2 separate regions of the Mus musculus genome follow, and region 2 is linked to region 1. Evidence: chromatin contacts called from public Hi-C data. All regions are on one chromosome and are shown on one strand. The core of a region is the stretch at or near the end of the contact, and the rest is flanking DNA. Distances in the headings are between cores, read along the strand shown. Region 1 has its middle 5.6 kb from the start of Gm40376. Region 2 overlaps Gm33484 (a long non-coding RNA gene).

Evidence for each region. A called contact is a pair of places that touch in the nucleus more often than the background predicts.
Region 2: a Hi-C map of cortical neurons shows a contact between it and region 1, with 2.8 times the contacts expected there. The contact joins two enhancer-like sites. A contact is called at or near these places in 1 of 39 promoter capture datasets (neutrophils), 3 of 15 datasets of contacts at CTCF or cohesin (the G1E-ER4 cell line and embryonic stem cells), 33 of 484 Hi-C or Micro-C datasets (B cells, ECoMG-derived neutrophils, the G1E-ER4 cell line and 16 more), 3 of 115 datasets of contacts at active chromatin or transcription factors (astrocytes, bone marrow-derived dendritic cells and embryonic stem cells) and 1 of 9 other capture datasets (embryonic stem cells).

Annotation. Positions count from the first base shown.
Region 1 is chr12:32,715,806-32,722,503 of GRCm38.p6, forward strand. No RefSeq gene overlaps it. Among named protein-coding and RNA genes, the nearest start is that of Gm40376, 5.6 kb to the right of the region's middle. Within about 2 kb of position 1,891, at least 33 of the 459 cell types and tissues checked have an H3K27ac peak or open chromatin away from gene starts, as enhancers often do. A contact at or near this core is called in cerebral cortex and cortical neurons, where this site is marked.
Region 2 is chr12:32,892,158-32,898,335 of GRCm38.p6, forward strand. The region is part of intron 2 of Gm33484 (a long non-coding RNA gene); the gene reads right to left. Among named protein-coding and RNA genes, the nearest start is that of Gm33484, 14 kb to the right of the region's middle. Within about 2 kb of position 4,519, at least 37 of the 459 cell types and tissues checked have an H3K27ac peak or open chromatin away from gene starts, as enhancers often do. A contact at or near this core is called in cerebral cortex and cortical neurons, where this site is marked.

The DNA of each region.
Region 1 (6,698 bases), core at 641-3,140:
GAACCCTTCTAGAATGTTTTTTTTTTTTTTACACCTACTGCAGATATAAACAGAAAGTATGAAAAGCTGATTTCCTAGGAAAGATACACTATGAGAATCTTTCTGCAGCTGCCACCCTGCCATTAGGTCAAATCAGTGTCTCCAACTCTGATGGTAGCTCTTCGTTCTCTATCGGAGCTGGCTCAAGCTTAGCGGAGAGCCTTGGTTTTCTCCAGATCTCAGGCTCTTGCTTCCCTGCCGTGGTTCCACTCACACGTTTCTTTCTTTTCTTTCTTTCCTTTTTTTTTTCTCTGATAAACTGTCGTGGGAGCTGAGCTGACGAACAGAGAGACAGTGTCGGGGATTTCATTCTGGGATAAAACTGACATGGCCACAGGCAAGAAGATTGTCCTCTCATCTGGCCATGAGCTGGGGAGTGCAAACACATGGCAGAGTTCATTGTTGTACACAGATACCTAAGAGCTCCAAGGAGCAGGGACACTCTACATTCAACACCACCTACTGCATCACCAGGCAGCTGGACCATTCTCTTATGTGTTTTTATTGAAACATTGACTCCTACTCTTGGAGAGGGAGGGAGATGAGGGAGATGTTTTTCCTATGAGCCGTAAGGGCAGGAGCTCCAGTCAGCCACAGGGATAGGGATAGGCAAGTGCTAGCACATCTAAGTGGCCAGATTCCATGAAAAGTCACTGTGACAGGACCAGCTGTGGTGTTTAGACCTTGTAGTGGTTGTGCCTCACATTGATGGTCAGTGACTGGGAGGGAAGATGCTACTTCTGAGGGGAAGAAATCCTTGCTAAGGAATCACATGACCCTAGACGAGCACTGCACACAGACACCCAAAAGCTTCAGAGTCACATCACTCTGCATTCAAAGCCACCCACTGCATTGTCACTGTTTGTCCTGTTTGTTTTGTTTGGTTGGGTTTTTGGGGTTTTTTTGTTTGTTTGTTTGTTTGTTTTTTGAAACATTGGGTTCTACTCTGACCTTTGGAACAACATGAAATATGGTTATCCGCTTATGTAGTAAGAACCGATTGCATACACAAAAAAGTCAGTTATATCTGAGGGAGCTAGGACCTGTCTTAGGACATGACCAGACTGCCAAGGCACTTTAATTTTATCTAAGTCCTGTCTCTCTGGATCTTAAGATGTCAGTGTTTCTTCCTCATTAGTAAAGTTCTTAAAAATGCTGCTGCTACTGTTTATTATGCTAGCCTCTGAGATACCACTTTTAAGATTAAATCACCTTTCCCTTTGTATTTCTATGGTGAAGGGGGATCAAGGCACTTCTTTGGTCATATTTGCCAAAGCCGACTTCCAAGAAATGGCCAGTGGTGACCCAGCTCTTGCTTTCCTACCACATTCAAGGTCACCATTACTTATGATTTTAATTATGGGCCTCTCATTGGCTGTGCTGTTGGTTTGTTATGAAATATGAGCCTACGTTCTCTCAACAGGGCAGCTATCTCTATAGTCAAAGGATTGTATACCCCATGGCCACACCTCACCTATGGAATGCTTATCTGTTCCATGCCTATAATAGGCTTGCTATACTCTGTACTTAGCATATAAACTGAAGAACATATTTTCCTAAGCAAGCCAAACACCCTTTGAATGCAATGCTCATTTCTCCTTAAGAGGCAGAAATTTTCAAACGGAAATTTGAATAAATGTCATGTTTTATTAAAGATGTCATCTGGCTGACTTCGGGGTGCTGAGAGACTCATTTAAGATGATGTGTTGGCTTTTTTTGCCATGTGACTTTCACACAATTGTGGAAATCAGGAGAATCATCTGATTTACTGGCTCACTCCAGGCTGCCTCTGCCAGGGTTTTATTTCTCTTAGCAACAAACAGTTCTGGCAGCCTGCTCTGCTTCAGCCGTGCTGACTGGCTAAGTCAAGGTGGGCCTGCTGCCAGCTTGGGGTAGCGCTTGTTGAAATGCAGCCTAGGAAGGGCAGGACAAGAACTATTTCCTTCCACCTTCTGTGTCCTCCCTCTGCTCCTTTGCAGCCCCTCCCTTCCTCCCCCACAACAGTTGATGTTATCAATTGCCTGTTCTATTTTCTGTGACTTCAATTCTGTCAGATTGTGGTCAGTGAAATGGAGTTTTTATCCATTTTGTTCTTTCTGAAGGAAAGACCAAGAGAGAAGAATATGGGTGTTGACTTAGTTTGTGCCTTTCCTTCAAGGCTATCTAAAAGTTTGGGTCTGGGCTCCTATTTCTTCCTCTTATATGTGCTGACAATTTGGAAGAGTGTTTAGGAAGGTCCTCTGCAAAACACAAGGCCTGGGAGGGAAGCCTTCTCCCTACTCTTACCTATAATGTCTTATAGTCTCCCTTCAAGCAACACAGTAGTGCAGAGCCCTCTTTGAGAGCCTTATTGCAATTCTTTTGTATAAATACTCAGGATATTAAGAAAACTACATAACAAGATACTTAAATTAGATTCTTAAACCATACATTACACTCAAAACGGACTGAAGGCTTAAATGTACAATGCCTGGAGAGACATAGAAGAAAAAAAAACCTGCATGAATTATCTATAATAATGATTTCATGGCTATGACACCAAAAGACTCAAGCCACAGATGAGGGAAAGCCTGGATCAGGCGCCCAGCTGTTTTTGGTTCAAGCCTCAACCAGCTTGAAACTTTGGAAGGTTCCCTCATCTTCAAAGTCCTACCGGGTCCCGTCCTCCCAGCTTGTCTGCCTTTACTTCCCTGGATCTCTTCTTCATGATGAATCCCTTGTGTGACAAGTAGAACCATTTGTCCACTCCATCCTCCCTGCCCTGACACTGAGAGGTTAGGCCCCACTCTCAAACCTCCCTAGCTTTGCCTGTGTGCACTGTCAGTGTTGAAGACAGAGAGACTTCCCAGTGCCCGTGACTGGAGCATGGCCATGGTGTGCTGAGTTCAGGGACTTCTTCAGGGTTCACCTGTGGGTCACGCTATGGGAGTCACCACCCCTGCCTACTTGGAACGTTCTTCTCCTCGAAAAAAAAAAAATCAGATCACCTAGGTCTCCTAGCTGTGGATGACTATCCCAGACCTTTGAAGGAGGATCTGAGGATTAAAGTTGTGGATGGGCAGACAAAGCTGTTTTCCCCAAGCTGATTTCCTGGCTCTTCCAACTGAGGGACTTAGCTAGCATTGCTCTCTTAAAGCTCCGCTGTGCATCAGCCCGCTGTGCAGCTACCCCTTCAACCTATTATGTAATTCTTTTCCAATTTAGTATAAAGTGACATATTGATTAAAACATTTATGATTGTTGATGTATCTACATTTTAAAGTTCAGAAGGGTCACGACTACCTCTTTCTCTCTCTCACTCTCTCACTCTCTCTCTCTCTTTATGGTAATAGTACCATGGACAACCTTTTGTTCTGGGAATGCCTTTACCACCACCACCACCACCACCCAGAGGACATTTGTGTTTAGGATTGGTTTGGGAACAGTGGCTCTGGCAAAGCTGCAGAAATTGGGGGAGGCATGTTCACTTCTCAGCATTTGCATTTTAATGGCCCAGGAAATAAACCCACATTTTTAAAGGAAAAAAACTATTTACCATCTGTGGTGCATGCGTGTCTGCAGCAGGGAAGTCTGCGTTTGTACACATTTGAGATGAGGTTGGCAGGTCCTGGAAGACCTTGCTAGCAGTGAGAGAAAAACAACCTGCATTTGAAAGCTGCTTGCTACAGCGCAGTAAACCTGCTACACGGTGTCTGTTTGCAGCAGAACTTTTGAATATCATTATTTTTGTACCAAAAAAAATGTAAATGTAGCAAAATGTGATTGAGCCTCTACTTATAAAAAAATATTAAATTTCTTAACAACAGTATCTCCTTAAGATTGCCTGGTGGGAGTCTTGGCCCCGCTGCTGGAAGAGCTGTCACAGTCCTAGGTAGAAGAGCAAGTAATGTGCCAGGCATGGTGGGAAGGCAGAGGCATGCAGGTCTCTCTGAGTTCCAGGCCAGTCTTGGCTACATAACAAGCTCCAAGCTAGCCAGGGCTGTATCGGAAGTCCTTGTTTTGAAAAAAGAGAAACTAACAAATATATTCATCAGATGTCCAGGTGATTCAAGTAGGACCAAGCCATAGTCCACAGAACCCCATGTGTCAGGGATGGTACAATGTGTGCAGAGAACAAGACAGAGAAAGAATATGATCTAGAAACAACCGCTCATAAAATAGGGACAATCAAACCCAGGGGTGGAATCAACCAAGTGGAAACAAGAAGAACTATTCAAAGAATTAACCAAACGAGGAGTTGGTTCTTTGAGAAAATCAACAAGATAGATAAACCTTTAGCTAGACTCACTAAAGGGCACAGGGACAAAATCCTAATTAACAAAATCAGAAATGAAAAGGGAGACATAACAACAGATCCTGAAGAAATCCAAAACACCATCAGATCCTTCTACAAAAGGTTATACTCAACAAAACTGGAAAACCTGGAGGAAATGGACAAATTTCTGGACAGATACCAGGTACCAAAGTTGAATCAGGATCAAGTTGACCATCTAAACAGTCCCATATCACCTAAAGAAATAGAAGCAGTTATTAATAGTCTCCCAGCCAAAAAAAGCCCAGGACCAGACGGGTTTAGTGCAGAGTTCTATCAGACCTTCAAAGAAGATCTAATTCCAGTTCTGCACAAACTATTTCACAAAATAGAAGTAGAAGGTACTCTACCCAACTCATTTTATGAAGCCACTATTACTCTGATACCTAAACCACAGAAAGACCCAACAAAAATAGAGAACTTCAGACCAATTTCTCTTATGAATATCGATGCAAAAATCCTCAATAAAATTCTTGCTAACCGAATCCAAGAACACATTAAAGCAATCATCCATCCTGACCAAGTAGGTTTTATTCCAGGAATGCAGGGATGGTTTAATATACGAAAATCCATCAATGTAATCCATTATATAAACAAACTCAAAGACAAAAACCACATGATCATCTCGTTAGATGCAGAAGAAGCATTTGACAAGATTCAACACCCATTCATGATAAAAGTTTTGGAAAGATCAGGAATTCAAGGCCCATACCTAAACATGATAAAAAGCAATCTACAGCAAACCAGTAGCCAACATCAAAGTAAATGGAGAGAAGCTGGAAGCAATCCCACTAAAATCAGGGACTAGACAAGGCTGCCCACTTTCTCCCTACCTTTTCAACATAGTACTTGAAGTATTAGCCAGAGCAATTCGACAACAAAAGGAGATCAAGGGGATACAAATTGGAAAAGAGGAAGTCAAAACATCACTTTTTGCAGATGATATGATAGTATATATAAGTGCCCCTAAAAATTCTACCAGAGAACTCCTAAACCTGATAAACAGCTTCGGTGAAGTAGCTGGATATAAAATAAACTCAAACAAGTCAATGGCCTTTCTCTATACAAAGAATAAACAGGCTGAGAAAGAAACTAGGGAAACAACACCCTTCTCAATAGTCACAAATAATATAAAATATCTTGGAGTGACTCTAACTAAGGAGGTGAAAGATCTGTATGATAAAAACTTCAAATCTCTGAAGAAAGAAATTAAAGAAGATCTCAGAAGATGGAAAGATCTCCCATGCTCATGGATTGGCAGGATCAACATTGTAAAAATGGCTATCTTGCCAAAAGCAATCTACAGATTCAATGCAATCCCCATCAAAATTCCAACTCAATTCTTCAACGAATTAGAAGGAGCAATTTGCAAATTCATCTGGAATAACAAAAAACCTAGGATAGCAAAAAGTCTTCTCAAGGATAAAAGAACCTCTGGTGGAATCACCATGCCTGACCTAAAGCTTTACTACAGAGCAATTGTGATAAAAACTGCATGGTACTGGTATAGAGACAGACAAGTAGACCAATGGAATAGAATTGAAGACCCAGAAATGAACCCACACACCTATGGTCACTTGATCTTTGACAAGGGAGCTAAAACCATCCAGTGGAAGAAAGACAGCATTTTCAACAATTGGTGCTGGCACAACTGGTTGTTATCATGTAGAAGAATGCGAATCGATCCATACTTATCTCCTTGTACTAAAGTCAAATCTAAGTGGATCAAGGAACTTCACATAAAACCAGAGACACTGAAACTTATAGAGGAAAAAGTGGGGAAAACCCTTGAAGATATGGGCACAGGGGAAAAATTCCTGAACAGAACAGCAATGGCTTGTGCTGTAAGATCGAGAATTGACAAATGGGACCTAATGAAACTCCAAAGTTTCTGCAAGGCAAAAGACACCGTCAATAAGACAAAAAGACCACCAACAGATTGGGAAAGGATCTTTACCTATCCTAAATCAGATAGGGGACTAATATCCAACATATATAAAGAACTCAAGAAGGTGGACTTCAGAAAATCGAATAACCCCATTAAAAAATGGGGCTCAGAACTGAACAAAGAATTCTCACCTAAGGAATACCGAATGGCAAAGAAGCACCTGAAAAGATGTTCAACATCCTTAATCATCAGGGAAATGCAAATCAAAACAACCCTGAGATTCCACCTCACACCAGTCAGAATGGCTAAGATCAAAAATTCAGGTGACAGCAGATGCTGGCGTGGATGTGGAGAAAGAGGAACACTCCTCCATTGTTGGTGGGATTGCAACCCCACCAACGCTTGTACAACCACTCTGGAAATCAGTCTGGCGGTTCCTCAGAAAATTGGACATAGTAC
Region 2 (6,178 bases), core at 3,269-5,768, 180 kb after region 1:
CACGGGAAGTGTTGAACATGTTACCTAGAATGTTGTGGTTATGTTTAAGAGATACGGTGAACTTTCTGAAATGAAAATCATAATATTGAAATAGAAATTGCCTTGGCTTGGCTAAACGCAGATTACATAGTATAGACAACAGTAGTAACTTCCAAGACAAAAGCAAAGAATTGAAAGAAAGAAAAGAAGGAAGGAAGGAAGGAAGGAAGGAAGGAAGGAAGGAAGGAAGGAAGAGGCACAGGAGGGAGACTCACTGCAAAGTAAATTACAGGACCCTGGTATTTAGGAGGCTGAGGCAGGAAAAACACAGTTAGACAAGACTGCACTACAGAAGAGTTCCACAGGAGCCTGCATAGAGAAACACCGGCTCACACAAAGTGGCTAAGTAATAGAGCAGCTAAACTGTGGGAAAGCAGATGGGCCCTGGTGGAATTAGAGTTTCCAAAAGGCAGGGACAAGGACCTGAAATTATATAAACAATGTAGCTAAAAGAATGAGCCGTTCCTCTAGCACAAGAGACATGGAAAAGTTATACCAAGACCTTTGTACTGGCTAGTTTTGTGTCATCTTGACACAGCTGGAGTTATCACAGAGAAAGGAGCTTCAGTTGAGGAAATGCCTCCATGAGATTCAACTGTAAGGCATTTTCTCAATTAGTGATCAAGGGGGAAAGGCCCCTTGTGGGTGGGACCATCTCTGGGCTGGTAGTCTTGGTTCTATAAGAGAGCAGGCTGAGCAAGCCAGGGGAAGCAAGCCAGTAAAGAACATCCCTCCATGGCCTCTGCATCAGCTCCTGCTTTCTGACCTGCTTGAGTTCCAGTCCTGACTTCCTTGGTGATGAACAGCGATATGGAAGTTTAAGCTGAATAAACCCTTTCCTCCCCAACTTGCTTCTTGATCAAGATGTTTGTGCAGGAATAGAAATCCTGACTAAGACAACATTGCACAGCCAATCTTCTAGAAATACATATATAAGATAAAATGTCCTAAGATCAGCCACAGATGAAAAAAAGAGCTTTATATTTAGGGTGTGATAGTAAATATTTTGACCTTTTTTTTTGGTTATTATTGGAGGTAATGCAAATAAGAAAAATATGAAGCAATATTTGAAGTACTGAAGGAAGAGATATTGTTTACACCCTGGGAAAATATGTCAACATTGAAAGTAAAGCTGGATATAAAGGTCTGCAGTGCAATGCCAGCACTCAGGAGGCGGAGGTGGGGGGAGGGGCGATGTCACGTGCAGCCAGAGCTACACAGAGGAAGCTGCTGCTCCATAGCAGGGCCTGGGGATGTGGCTACTCAGACACCGCAGTGCCGGGGCACGCACGTGGTCAGAAGGCACATCTCCAAAGCTGGTTCTCTCCTTCAGTTCCCGGGATCAAACCCACGCTCCCGGGCTCGTGTGGCCAGCGCTTTTACTGACTGAGCCATCTCACCAGCCCTGTATACAGACTTTAAGCAGCTGTTTATGTTATAGCAGTTATACTCTACTGAAGCCATGGAAATTAATGGAAGAAAGGGAATAAATGGCTACTTGATCAAGCCATGTAAAGTAGTACACAGGATAAGAGGCATAAGCAAAGTAAAATCAAACAAAGTATAGAAACGCACACACACCAGGGGTAGCAGTGCACACTTTAATCCTAGCACTTAGGCAGCAGAAGTAGGCTGATCTGAGTTCAAGGCCAACCTGGTCTACAAAGTGAGTGCCAGGACAGCCAGAACTATGTAAAGAGATCTTGTCTCAAAAGACAAGCAAAAATGGAAGAAATGAAGGTATCAAAATGACATTGTGAAGCCCACTATTTTGTTCTATTAATATACAGACACAAAAATAAAGTTAAAAAAAAAAGAAGAAGTAGGAGAGGGGGTTGCCGGGGTAGGGGAAGGGGGCAGCACCGTCTCAGAGGCAAAGAGGAGGGGGGTGGTGAAGAGCTCTGGGAGGTGGGCAATGAGGGAAGGCAACATTTGGGACATAAATAAATAAAATAATTAATCTTTAAAAAAAAAGAGGTAATAACTCATTGAATATAAGTGTGATTAATCCATTAAAAGACAAAATTGAGATGCGTTCTGTATACAAAGTGACAAGAGTGACAGATATGAACCAACGATAAAGTTGAGCATAAGGAGTAGCAGGGACCAACAGTGGCAAAGACAACCAGCGGTCCCCACTTCCCACAAATTAAATCTTATTTTTAATAAGATTAAATCTTAAAATGTAATAAAATTAGGTAAGGGTGAACACTTGGGATACATGGGCTAAAGAGACGGCCCAGGGAGTAAGGGGCCTGCTTTCAGACCCTGCGCATCCCTATCCCCCAGGTAGGCATGCTGACCCTTGTAATGCCATGACTCATGGAGTGAAGACCAGGTCCCCAGAGCAAGCTGGCTGGCTTCACTAGCTGGACTGATGACCTCTGGATTCAAGTGAGGGACCATGTCTCAAAAGATAACGTGGTGAGCAACTGAAGACATCTTCTGTCAGTCTCTGGCCTCCACGTGCACCCTCCCACAAGTGCACACTCAACAGCACGCACGCATGTACTCACACCCACATTTGGAAACATACACACAGCCACATCATACACATATACATGCAAAAAATAGCTGAGATAGTAATGCGAGTATACAAACACAGATCTGCAGAGTGGGTCTTGAGTTGACTTTCAAATTATCAGTCTATCTAGTTAACAGTTTTTCAAATGTATATTGCCATACCTAGAAATTCTTCAAATGCTATGGCTTGCTTAGGGGGCATAGTTAAACAACATTATGCTGATTTTAATCTTTAATTGCCAAGGCTAATTACTGACTCTAGGAAGCCACATGCATTGGGAGTCTTTGGGGACAAATTACAGCTTGTGATGGAGCCATCTGCTACATTAGCAAATTATACTTTGGAAGACACGGACAGTACTAGTTTAATGTCATTATCCCCATGATGCAACAGACCTTGCATATGAGTCCCGCCTCCTGCCCTATTTTCTATACAGCGGTGGGATCTCTGGCCACTGAAGTGGTAGACTTCTGTGTTGTTGAGGGAGGACAGAAGCTTAAGGAACGTGGACATGAAAGGTGCCCTTCAGCTCAGAAGCTGGGTGAAGCCTCTCACCAGCTGAGAGTCGAGGATGACAACACAGCCAATGACATCCATTTAAGGCCTTGCAAACCTCACCTGCAAACCTGTGGTTTCCTAGGCTCTCACCAGAAACCACACTTAACAGGAAAAGATGGGTCCTAAACAAACCCTTTGTGCAATCTACGGGGCTCCTCCTGGCGCCTTACTGGATTGCAATCCCACCAAAGGCACCTTCAGTGCCAACTTCTAATCTCAAGAGTGGAGAGGTAGGGGAGGGGAGTGTCCCTTAGGAACCTGCTGAGCAGCGAACCCCAGACGCTTCCAGAACCCAGACATAGTCACCAGGAGGACTCTTGAAACCCGACTCCTTTGTGAGCAGCCCACACCTGTGTTTCCTCCCCAGCTGCCCTCCTTTTTGCTTTTAGTAAATTCCAACTCTGTCTCCTATTGGCTCATCCTGAAATTCCTGCCCAGGTGGCAGCCCAGGATCAGGGTTTCCCCCCCCCCCCCCCGTGGTGGTCTATAAAGAGAACTCAGGCTGCTGCAGGTGACAGTGTGGAGGTTACAGGGTGCAGGTGACAGTGTGGAGATGGCAGGGTACAGGTGACAGTGTGCAGGTGACAGTGTGCAAGTGACGGTGTGCAGGTAACAGAGTACAGGTGTCAGAGTGCAGGTGACAGGGTACAAGTGACAGGGTGCAGGTGACAGGGTGCAGGTGACAGTGTGCAGGTGACAAGGTGTAGGTGACAGGGTGCAAGTGACAGGGTGCAGGTGACAGTATGGAGGTGACAGTGTGCAGGTGACTATGCAGGTGACAGGGTGGAGGTGACAGGGTGGAGGTGACAGGGTGCAGGTGACAGTGTGCAGGTGACAGTGTAGAGCTGTCCTTCTGTCACTTGCTCTCATCTTGCCTCAGTTTCCATCAGGGTGGATGTGAGGGGACTGAGGGATGAGTCCAATCTTTGATGTCTTAAATAAAAGGCTCTCTATAAAATACCTAAACCTAGTTAGTACTTGGTGTTTAGTCCCAGCAATGGGATAGCAGAAGACAGGTTTACAAAGCTTAGTCCCTCAGGCATCACAACCACCAGAGACTCGCCTGAAGTCTAGCTCTGCGGGCTGTGAGGGGTGCCGGTACCATCAGTGCTGTGGGGGTGGGGTAGAATCCGCTTCTCTAAGTCACTTGACTCTTTGGCTCTCGGCTGTTGCTCGTTCCATCTTTGGGAGAGGTTCATGAGAAGGTTTAGAGGGAGGAAAGGAAAGGAGGAAATGATAGCATTACAATATCTCTTTAAAAATTAAAAGGAAGAGAGTGGAAGAGACAAGTTCTCGAAACAGCCTGGATGCTGAGCTCAACCCAAAGCACGGGTGTAAGCTCTGGCCAGCAGCCCTCAGAGGCTTCCAGCTCAGCGGCCCGAGACTCCTCACTGAAAATATCCAGCATCTGATGAGGCAGCTGCGGGTTAAATTTAGCCTTGGCAAACTCAGGCCTTGGCTGGATGCTGGAAGCATCTGAGTGGATGGATGGAGGGCCGATGGATGCGTGGATAAAGAATGGACACATGAACAGGTGGATGGACAAATGGACAGACAGGTGGATGGATAGACAGATGGATGGACTTAGCACAGGTAGGTGTGAGAGCCTGGGCTACTGTGGCCTGTGTGATGATGATGCTGACACCAGGAGAGAGGCAGAGCTAGAGGAAGGAGATGAGTTGGGAAGCCCTCCTCTCTCAGTGGCCACCAGCCTGGCACAGCCCTTTGATGGCCAAGGGAAGCATGAAGATAGATGCAAGGAAAAGGAGCCATAGAGACGGTGAGAATCTGTAGAGCCATGTCCCCTGGAAAACTGCTGTGAGGGATCATCCAGTAATGTCACATTAGCCAAGTAAGGTCCCGCACTGGGTCCACAGATATTCAGTGTGACCTTTGTCCTAGCTGTGTGTCAGAGGCCACCTCAGGGCTTTTATGTCATCATGATCCAACCGTTATTTGCTTCCTCAGTGACCTGTTAAAGTGCGAACAACTATGGACGTTGCGTTTCCTTGGTTAACGCAGTTATCGTTGCTGTCCCTGGAAGGGGTAGAGGACAGAAGGGCAGGGAAGGAATGATCAGCATGAATGAACTAATGAATGGAGTGTCTCTTGTGTTAATATGCTGACACTGGAGGAAGCAGTACATACAGTAACTGTAGCTGAATACAAAGAAATTACCTTCCCCGTTTGGTAGATGAGAAATAATGTGCCTTATTTGGGGCTTCCATGAAGATTAAATGAGAGTATTTGACATGAGATAGCTCACTTCAATAGATGCTGGGTGAACTTGGTCGTCAGAGGGCCAGAGAATCCCTCCCACCTCACGGTTTGCCAGTCTGGCTTTAGCATCCTCCGGGCCAGCAGGTCGCCTGAGTATCACACGACTACACTGCCACCTTCTGGCCACCTGGAGTACTTCAGCTGTGCTGCCTTTTGAACAGGTCCTGCCCAGATGGACCTGCAGACTCAGACTGTCCTGCACTGAGCTGAGCTGTACAGCTGTTGGAGCAAGTCACCTGGGACTTCAACAACCTGGATTTCAGTCTTCTAAGCAAGGTACGGACACTGGGGATCAACAGCCCAGTTCCCCCATTCCAATCCTCATTTACAGGTTGTTGGTCTTAACTGTGTACTGTACTGGAATGTCCTGCACACACACACACACACACACACACACACACACACACACACACACACACACCATCTGCATCCTACACCAGACCTATGGGATTAGGCTCTCCAGGAGGCCTAGGGGTGGTTCTCCATGAAAAAGGAAACCTTCTCAAAGTCTCAACCCAGTTCTGAGAATTGAGAATTTGGTGCCTCTTTGTGTCTGCTCCAGTCACCTTTAGTCTTTCACAGCTGTATAGATGACACAAGCCAGGCTCTCTGCACTTAAAATCAACACAGGGAGCTAGAGACAAGAGGAGGTAAGGACAGAGAGAAGCGAGAGCTGACTGAACAAAACAAAGGGGAAGAAAAGTGGCCACACTGAAGCAGGTGGAAAGGAAAGAAAAAGAGAGGAGATGAGATTAGGGGAGAGACATGGAAAATGGG